Linked DNA regions of Canis lupus: region 1 is linked to region 2. A link is a contact called in public Hi-C data. All regions are on one chromosome and are shown on one strand. Each heading gives the region's core, a stretch centred on a gene start, on an enhancer-like site or on the middle of the called end of the contact. The rest is flanking DNA. Distances are from core to core; before and after follow the strand shown. Region 1 overlaps ABCA4 (ATP binding cassette subfamily A member 4). Region 2 overlaps LOC119872265 (a long non-coding RNA gene).

What was found. Hi-C and Micro-C count contacts between places; a contact is called where the count stands out from the background.
Region 1: a contact with region 2 is called in a Hi-C map of blood, with 5 times the contacts expected there. The contact joins two enhancer-like sites. A contact is called at or near these places in 3 of 9 Hi-C or Micro-C datasets (amygdala, blood and liver).

What each region holds. Positions count from the first base shown.
Region 1 is chr6:55,633,398-55,637,132 of UU_Cfam_GSD_1.0, forward strand. It overlaps ABCA4 (ATP binding cassette subfamily A member 4), which reads left to right. Exons shown (of 51, transcript NM_001003360.2): 27 at 3,456-3,709. Among named protein-coding and RNA genes, the nearest start is that of GCLM, 80 kb to the right of the region's middle. Within about 2 kb of position 1,979, at least 3 of the 20 cell types and tissues checked have an H3K27ac peak or open chromatin away from gene starts, as enhancers often do. A contact at or near this core is called in blood, where this site is marked.
Region 2 is chr6:55,356,995-55,361,152 of UU_Cfam_GSD_1.0, forward strand. It overlaps LOC119872265 (a long non-coding RNA gene), which reads right to left. Exons shown (of 4, transcript XR_005361203.1): 4 at 2,548-4,158. Among named protein-coding and RNA genes, the nearest start is that of ABCD3, 48 kb to the left of the region's middle. Within about 2 kb of position 2,092, at least 3 of the 20 cell types and tissues checked have an H3K27ac peak or open chromatin away from gene starts, as enhancers often do. A contact at or near this core is called in blood, where this site is marked.

The sequences.
Region 1 (3,735 bases), core at 729-3,228, 280 kb after region 2:
GAGGATTCTTAAGGAGTTCAGGCTGGGAACTTTGCCACTCCTAAGCTTCTTATCCCACTTTCGGGTCTCCTATACTTGCCCTGTCACCATCCTTATCTGCTCCTCTTATCTCCACCAGGCTTCTGATCCACTCCTGTCTGCATGAATGACAGCCCAGAGTCCCTAGAGATAATAGCGATCGTGAATGCAACCCAGATGCCAACTGAGATCTTCTGGCCTCTTTGAGGCAGAGATAAAATTATTCTGAGCCTTCATTTAGTGCCTGATGGAAATTTGCAAATCCATAATTTCTGTGGATTTGGGGACCTCTCTTCTATATGTGTGAGCCTGGGCACCAACTTGCCCCTTCTGTGATCTCTACTAAAACCCCAGAGCCACACAAAGTGTTCATAAGAGAAGTTACTATGGAGGCTAGGGGATAGGGAGATGGACAAGTAGGCAGGATTACCTGCCATGACACAAGCCACTTCTGATTGAATAATAGGCATCCAGCCACACTAAAATCCTCTATCTGGCTCCCCCGTCTCCATTGTGTTTTCCTCTGTCCTGTTCATGGGCAGAGCTGCATGGACATTCTCCTTTGATGCCTTGGGCTCCGCCTATTGGTTACCTCTCTCTGCCCAGTACAGTAGAGCACAGCAAAGACTGTTTCCTTCCTGTGAAGTTTCTGATGCCAACTCTTAAGATAGTATGGTTTTCATCTTGCTTCGTAAGTGGTCCCAGAAGTCTGCTTACCAGCTTATGCCTAGAACTACCAGTGGTCAAATATACCAGCCCAAATGCGCTGCATGGTCCAGGTGGTCATGCAGTGGCCAGAAGAGTTGGGCATCCTGGCAGAATGAGAGGGAAGGGCAGTCTGCCGGAGAGGGTGGGAGCAGCTCACCAAAGGGCGCAGCTGTTCTTTCCAGCTTTGCAGATACAGCAACTGAGTTGTCCCAGGTCACCCAAAGACAAAGACTTACAGTAACCAAGGCCACAATGAAAATATGCAAATTTATATTGGATGCTATATGACGGTTTCAAGAGTTGGGGCTTTTATCTGCACAGAATACTCCTTAATAATTAGGTCTTATCAGGAAAATAAGTAACACATCAGAAGACTGATCAGTCCTGGCACAGAATAGGAAGTTCCAAAGAGACATGCAGGGGTAGAAGCTAAGAGTGTAGCTGCTAGAATAAGGTGGATCCCCATAATTTGCCTCACAATTTGCTAACTGAGTAGCTTTGGGGAAATACTGAGTCCTTTTTTACTTCAAATTCCTCATCTCCAAAATGGGGTAGATAATAGTACCCACCTTTTAGGATTGTTGAGAGAATTAAATGAGTTAATACATGCCGAGTGTTAACACAGCCTGTGATTTCTGATTGAGATTTAGCAAAATCCTAATGTCAACATTTACAAATCATCTTTTACCTCAAACTTGTTTAACCCTTTATATTTCATGGAGCACTTAACATCCATTGTTTTGTCACTATAATCTCATGGAGCTGTTAAGGCACAGGTTAGCCCCTTCTGGGAAAAACTGAGTTTACACAGATTGGATGACTTGCCTTAAAGTCACTCAGGCTTCTGAGTTTTACTCCCTGGTTTTAGCTCTCAAATATAGGACCAAGTCCATACTCTCACTGCTCCCATTTTTCAGATGGCTAAATGCATTTTTTAATTGGCTCAGTTTTAGAGATGACAGTTTCTGATCTTATCTCCAGTCTGGAGGAACTTGCTATCCATTGGGGGCGCAAGTTTCAAGGTACCAGAAGGGTCATTGCCGCTTCTGAGGGTGTGGCTCACAGCCAGTGACCACTAGAGGGCAGCAGAAAGCCAGGAACAAACAGTTCTTGCCCTCAGCTCTTGCCTGGGCAGTGGGCTCCGGTCTGGATGGGGCATCAGAAAGAGAGCAAAGCTTATGGGATAGACCTGGGGAAAGGCAGCAGGGATCTCACCAGAGGGAGGGCGAGCCACACACACACCAAATCTGAACCCTCGGGGCACCATGGTGGCTCAGTCAGTTAAGCGTCTGACTCTTGGTTTCAGCTGGTGTCATGATCTCAGGGTCTTGTGGGATCTAGAGCCCCACGTTGGGCTGTCCACTTAGAGGGAGTCTGCTTCTTCTCTCTATCTCCTGCCCCTCCCGCTGCTTGGACTCTCTCACTGTCTCTCTAAAATAAATGTTAAAATCTTAAAAAAAAAAAAAAATCTGAGCCCAGATGAGAGAGAGGAGGCAGGAGAACTGGGACTCTGACACTAGGTCATCAGTGAGCCTACAAAGCCAGAGTGCTGCATTGCAGGTGCCCATGAGTATTGGGTGAAAGGATGACTGGGCTGACCCAACTCCCTTTGCAGCTGCGCTTGTGCTAGGGGACTCTAGGAGGGTCAAGAAAGCAGCTGGGGACCAACCAACAGTCCTCTAGGCTCTCTCTTTATGTCCAACAACATGTTCTACACATGAACATTAATTGGTGATGATAAACTATAGCTTCGGCATAACTAATGACTTGCAGTGAGTAGTTCTTAGAGCACATTTACATGTTAGCTCATATAATCTTCAGAACAACCCTGTGAGATATTTTCACTTTCATTTTACAGATATAAAAACTAGATTTAGACTGAGTGAGTCACTTAGCCCAATTTATGCATCAAGTAAGAGTCAGGATTCAAACTCAGGTCTCCTAACTCCTAGTTCATTAGTCTTTCCACCACTTCTCAGGGGCTTCTAAGAATTTAGAAAAAAACAAGTCAACTCTGACTTTTACGTCAGTCCACAGGTTACAGATTAATACATTTTGCTATGTATAAATTCAGATAATACAAAAAAGGCTAAAATCACCCTTTCCCTTCATCCCTGCCCCTTATCCAGCTCCATCCCTGAAGTACTAACTTCTTTAAGCATTTGGTGGATATTTTGTGAGAGCTTTGTAGTTACATATATATATGTGTGTGTGTGTGTGTGTGTGTATGTATAAAATATAATTTGTTATATATATGTGCTAACATAAGTATGATCGTATTATACATACTGCTCTGTAACTTCAATTTTTTTTACTTAGTTATATGTATTAGACCTCTCTGTCAATGCATTTATATCCTCTTTTCTTTGGCTCCTGTAGAGACTTTTTAAAGGATTTTGGGTGATTCCGTCTATAGGTCTATAGATGATTTACACTAAAAAATAAAACTTTTATTTTATTTTTATTTATTGATTTTATTTTTAGTCAGTTCCACACCCAATGTGGGCCTTAAACTCATGACCCTTGGTTTAAGAGTCATGTGCTCTGCTGATGGATCCAGCTAGGGGCCCCCCAAATAGAATTTTTTAAAGTTTATTAACCTACCTGGCCTGATATTTTGTCACTGATTTAAATGAAGGGAAAAACCAGTGGAGTAAGAAATAATGGTATATGAGAGTCAAACCTTGTGAGTATTTTTCTAAATTTATTAATCCAATCTTCCAAATCAGGTGGCACTCAACAGAAAAGAGAAAACCTCCGACACCCCTGGTTGAGCCCTAGAGAGAAAGCCAGACAGATTCCCCAGGGCTCCAATGGCTGCTCTACAGAGCCAGCTCCTCACCCAGAGGGCCAGCCGTCCTCAGAGCCAGAGGCACGCAGCCGGCTCAACACAGGAGCGCAGCTCATCATCCAACATGTGCAGGCATTGCTGGTCAAGCGATTCCACCACACTATTCGCAGCCACAAGGACTTCCTGGCCCAGGTATTACTATTGGTCCCTGCCCGTGC
Region 2 (4,158 bases), core at 842-3,341:
AGACTGTAATAAGTGACAAAGATAGGTAGTATTTAATGATAAACAGGTCGATCTAACCAGAGGATATAACACTTGCAAATATTTATTACTAGAAAATAAAGGGAATGTATAATAACCGAAGTGTGGCCTGCCCCACACTCACTCCTCCTCTGGTGCAGGTGGAAGAGCCTTCTGGTAGAACTCATGCCTAGGAATTCAAGGCCTGGAGCAGCCATGAGCAGAGGAAGAAGCACAAACACTAAAAAACAGTTCTTGATAGACAACTCAGGTGGAATACAGACAAAACCTTTCCATATACTTAAAGAGGAAAGTAAACTTTTAAGGAAGGGAAGATATTTGGGGCACAAGTGTATTAGGATCTAGACATTTCATTCTATCTCAAAGTGGAGAAGTGAGTTGCAATGGATTTGTCAAAGTCAAGCCCCATTTTCATCCAAGGCCTTGGATGAGGATATAAAAACCTTGACACAGAAATCATTAAGCCTGACATGGGGCTCAATTTCAGGAACCCAGGATCATGACCTGAGCCAAAGGCAGATGTCCAACTGACTGATCCAGCCAGGTGTCCCAGAAATCATCTTAAATAAAACTAATGAAACTGAATAAGGGAAACCTCCTAAGATGGACCAAAGGCTGCAAGGAGTTCTCACACCTCATCACTCATGGTCAGTTGCAGACCCCAACAGGAAGAGATTTACTTACATATCCAACAAGAAGAAGACTACTTTACTACTCCAGCAGGAGGAAGGAAGTGTTTCTTCTTGCCTGGCAACAAGCTCAGCTGATAAGAAAATACCACAACTTGGCCAATAAGAAACCATCATCACCCTGAACTCTTGCTTTCCTTCAATGGACTATTGTCACAACTGGCATCTATTCATAGGGATGCTGCTAAATATCCTACAATGCACAGGAGAGCCCTCAACAACAAAGAATTATCAGGCCCCAAATGTCCATAGTGTCAAGGCTGGGCAATCCTGAAAAGTCTCTCCTATATTAACAGCACAAACATTATGCACTTGTTTGGCTGGCCAGCTTAGAATGTTGTGGTTCTTAGCAAATGTAGAAAATGCAGTGGGATCTCCTTTATTTCCATTTTTGAGGTTAAAATGAGACTTTGCTGATGTCTTGCATTGCACCTCAACTTTTCGCACAACTTAAGTCCATGTCCACAGAGTATTTTCAAACACTTTTCTCAGGACTGACACTGCCACCACCATTTAATAAGCACTTAGGTGGCATTGCTCAAAGGCTATCATAACAGTGAAGATTAACACAGAACACTAACAGTCACTGAAATCACATACTGGGGAGTCCTAGTAGAGCTAGAGGCACTGTGAGGTAGGGGTGAGGGATGTGGGCTGTGAGGGAATGGCCTGGATGCATCCCAGCTCTGGCACTCGCTGGTCATTGGCCTTTCGCAGTCAATTGCCTTTCTGTGCTTCAGTTTTCTCAGTGGGGGATGACAATTATAATAGAGTCCTACCTCTTAGGGCTGTTGTGAAAATTAACTATCGGCACACCTGAGGAGATTAGAAAGCACAATAAGCTTACCAGGATGGGCGGGCATTTCCATGTTCGTGGTTCTGCTGCATGAGTATAGCACCAGGACAGTTTATATTTTCTTTGGTCTTTTTTTTTTTTTTTTTTAAGATTTTATTTATTTCTTTGAGAGAGAGTGAGTGAGCATGAAGGGGGAGGAGCAGAGGGAGAAGGAGAAACAGGCTCCCTGCTGAGTGAAGAGCCCAAGCTGAAGGATCCCAGGACCCAGGGATCCCGGGACCTAGGGGGTTAACAATCTGAGGTGTAGGCAGCTGCTTAGCAGGCTGAGCCACCCAGGCACCCCGGACTGATAAATTTTTGTGGTTCTTAACAAATGTTAAAATGTTGGAGAGATTCCCCTTTTTTCCATCTTTGAGGTTAAAATGAAACTTTATTGTTGTGCTGTGTTTCAAATTTACACAAAGAGAATAATGAGTGTGGCCGTACTGTGACTCTTCAGCGAGTCGCTAATATTTATAACAGCAGAAGGAACGAAAATCTTCATGATATCTGAGACAAGAAGCATTATTCGTAGCTGTCACTTTTTTCTCAGTTCCATGAGGCGCCACAAGAGAGTTCCAGAAGACCGCTTTTGGTTTTGGTTAAATTGTACCATAAATAGTCACAAGATGGTGCCAAAAGATTCCTTTTGAAAACCTAAGGGGCCAGTTCCTCCTCTGGTTCTTTAAATTAGATGAAAATTAACACACAGCTCTATATAATTGGAACAAAAATACAACACACGGAGTCAAGTACAACATTTCAATTCAACATACACCAAATCTTTTCTTTCTCTGTTCTAGATCCTACTCATAGAAGAACTGGAGAAAAATTTTCTGTTTCTATTAAAGTTTTAATGAAAATTACCTTTTAAGGGGATCCCTGGGTGGCGCAGTGGTTTGGCGCCTGCCTTTGCCCAGGGCCAGATCCTGGAGACCCAGGATCAATTCCCACGTCGGGCTCCTGGTGCATGGAGCCTGCTTCTCCCTCTGCCTGTGTCTCTGCCTCTCTTTCTCTCTCTGCATGGAGCCTGCTTCTCCCTCTGCCTGTGTCTCTGCCTCTCTTTCTCTCTCTGTGACTATCATAAATAAATAAAAATTAAAAAATATAAAAAAAAAAAGAAAATCACCTTTTAAGATTACGCTTCACTGGTTGCAATTTGGCAGCCCCATCATATAGGAGGGAAATGGGGTTCCTGGGATCTGCTGCAAAGAGCCCCAATTCCCTGCTTTGACGGGTTATCGAAGGCGGGGCTGCTTTGGCGACTCCTGGTTTCTTTTCCAAGTTTACACCTGAGCAAATGAGAGACGGCCCTGAGAGCATGGCAGCAGGGCTTTCTAGTGCTGGGCTTTGGTAAAGAAAAGCTCAAAGTAGGTTTTAGGTACTTAAAAAAAAAAATTAATGACGCACAGGGTCTTCTGTCCCAGTCCCGGTCTCCTCCCCGGGAGGGCCAGTCCCTGGAGGCGGAGGCGGGGTGGAGCGTGGGGAGCCTCCTGCACCTGCAGCGCACCCTCCCCGCCCCCAGGGCCGCTGGCCTCCCCCAGGGGGAGGGAAGAATCTGCCAAGGGACACACGTTCCAAAGGGCTCCTGCGCATGACTTTTGAGAGCGTGAGCCAACCACCCCAGAGAAAAGGAACTTGAGGTCCTTCAGATGTCCCAATAAGACTATTCAAAGAGTGATAATTCCTTGGAAATTGTTATTTCACTTTCTCTCTTTCATACTTATGTAAAGTACAGGCTTAAGAACAGTAAGGAAGTAACGAGCCCTGAAGTCTAGGCCAGAGTCCCAATTTTGTCATGCTGAGATGGGAAGAGCAGAAAAGGGAAGGGGAAGAAGAAGGCAAGAGGGAAGAGATGATGGTCCAACCACCGTTCTGTGCTGGCACAGTGGGAGCACAGGCAGAGGGAGAAGCAAGCCCCACGCAGGGAGCCCGACATGGGACTCCATCCCGGGTCTCCAGGATCAGGCGCTGGGCCACCGGGGCTGCCCAGCAAACTCCTTTAATAATCAAAAGGATTCCACCGGTTTGGTGCTTTTGCCTTCATTTGACAGATAGGCAAACTGAGAATTTGAGAAGTTACTTCTTCAAGGTCACACACCAGTAAGAGGTGGAATCAGACGTCAAATACCCGAGAGATGCCACATACGTGGAATTTTAATAAAAGCCTACCTTTAATTTTTACTCTGTGGTGGTGGTTGTCAGAGGAACAAACAGAAAACAGGTTATTTGCTCTCTGTTGCTCTGACTGAAGGGGCAAGGACCACAGAGGATACCCACGTGACTTGGATCCACCCAGTAGAAGGGACTCTTGTCCTTTCTAAGGAGGTCCCAGCTTGCTGGGCAGCCCCCAGTTTACAGTAGAAGAAGCTCTTCTATGCTCTTGCCCATGGCCTACCTGATAAAAACTTGGCTTCCTCCAAGCTGGTAGTTTCCCTTCTACTGTTTATTGATGTGCTATAAAAAGGAAAGTGCTTGTAAACAACTTGAGTGCATGAACAATCTAATTAAAATAATTAAAGTAATAGCTTGTGAAAAAAGCAGTAAAACTAATTACTATAGACTAGCCGTGTGGGAAGATGAAAATTGCTGACATTCCTCAGGTCTAAGCTGATC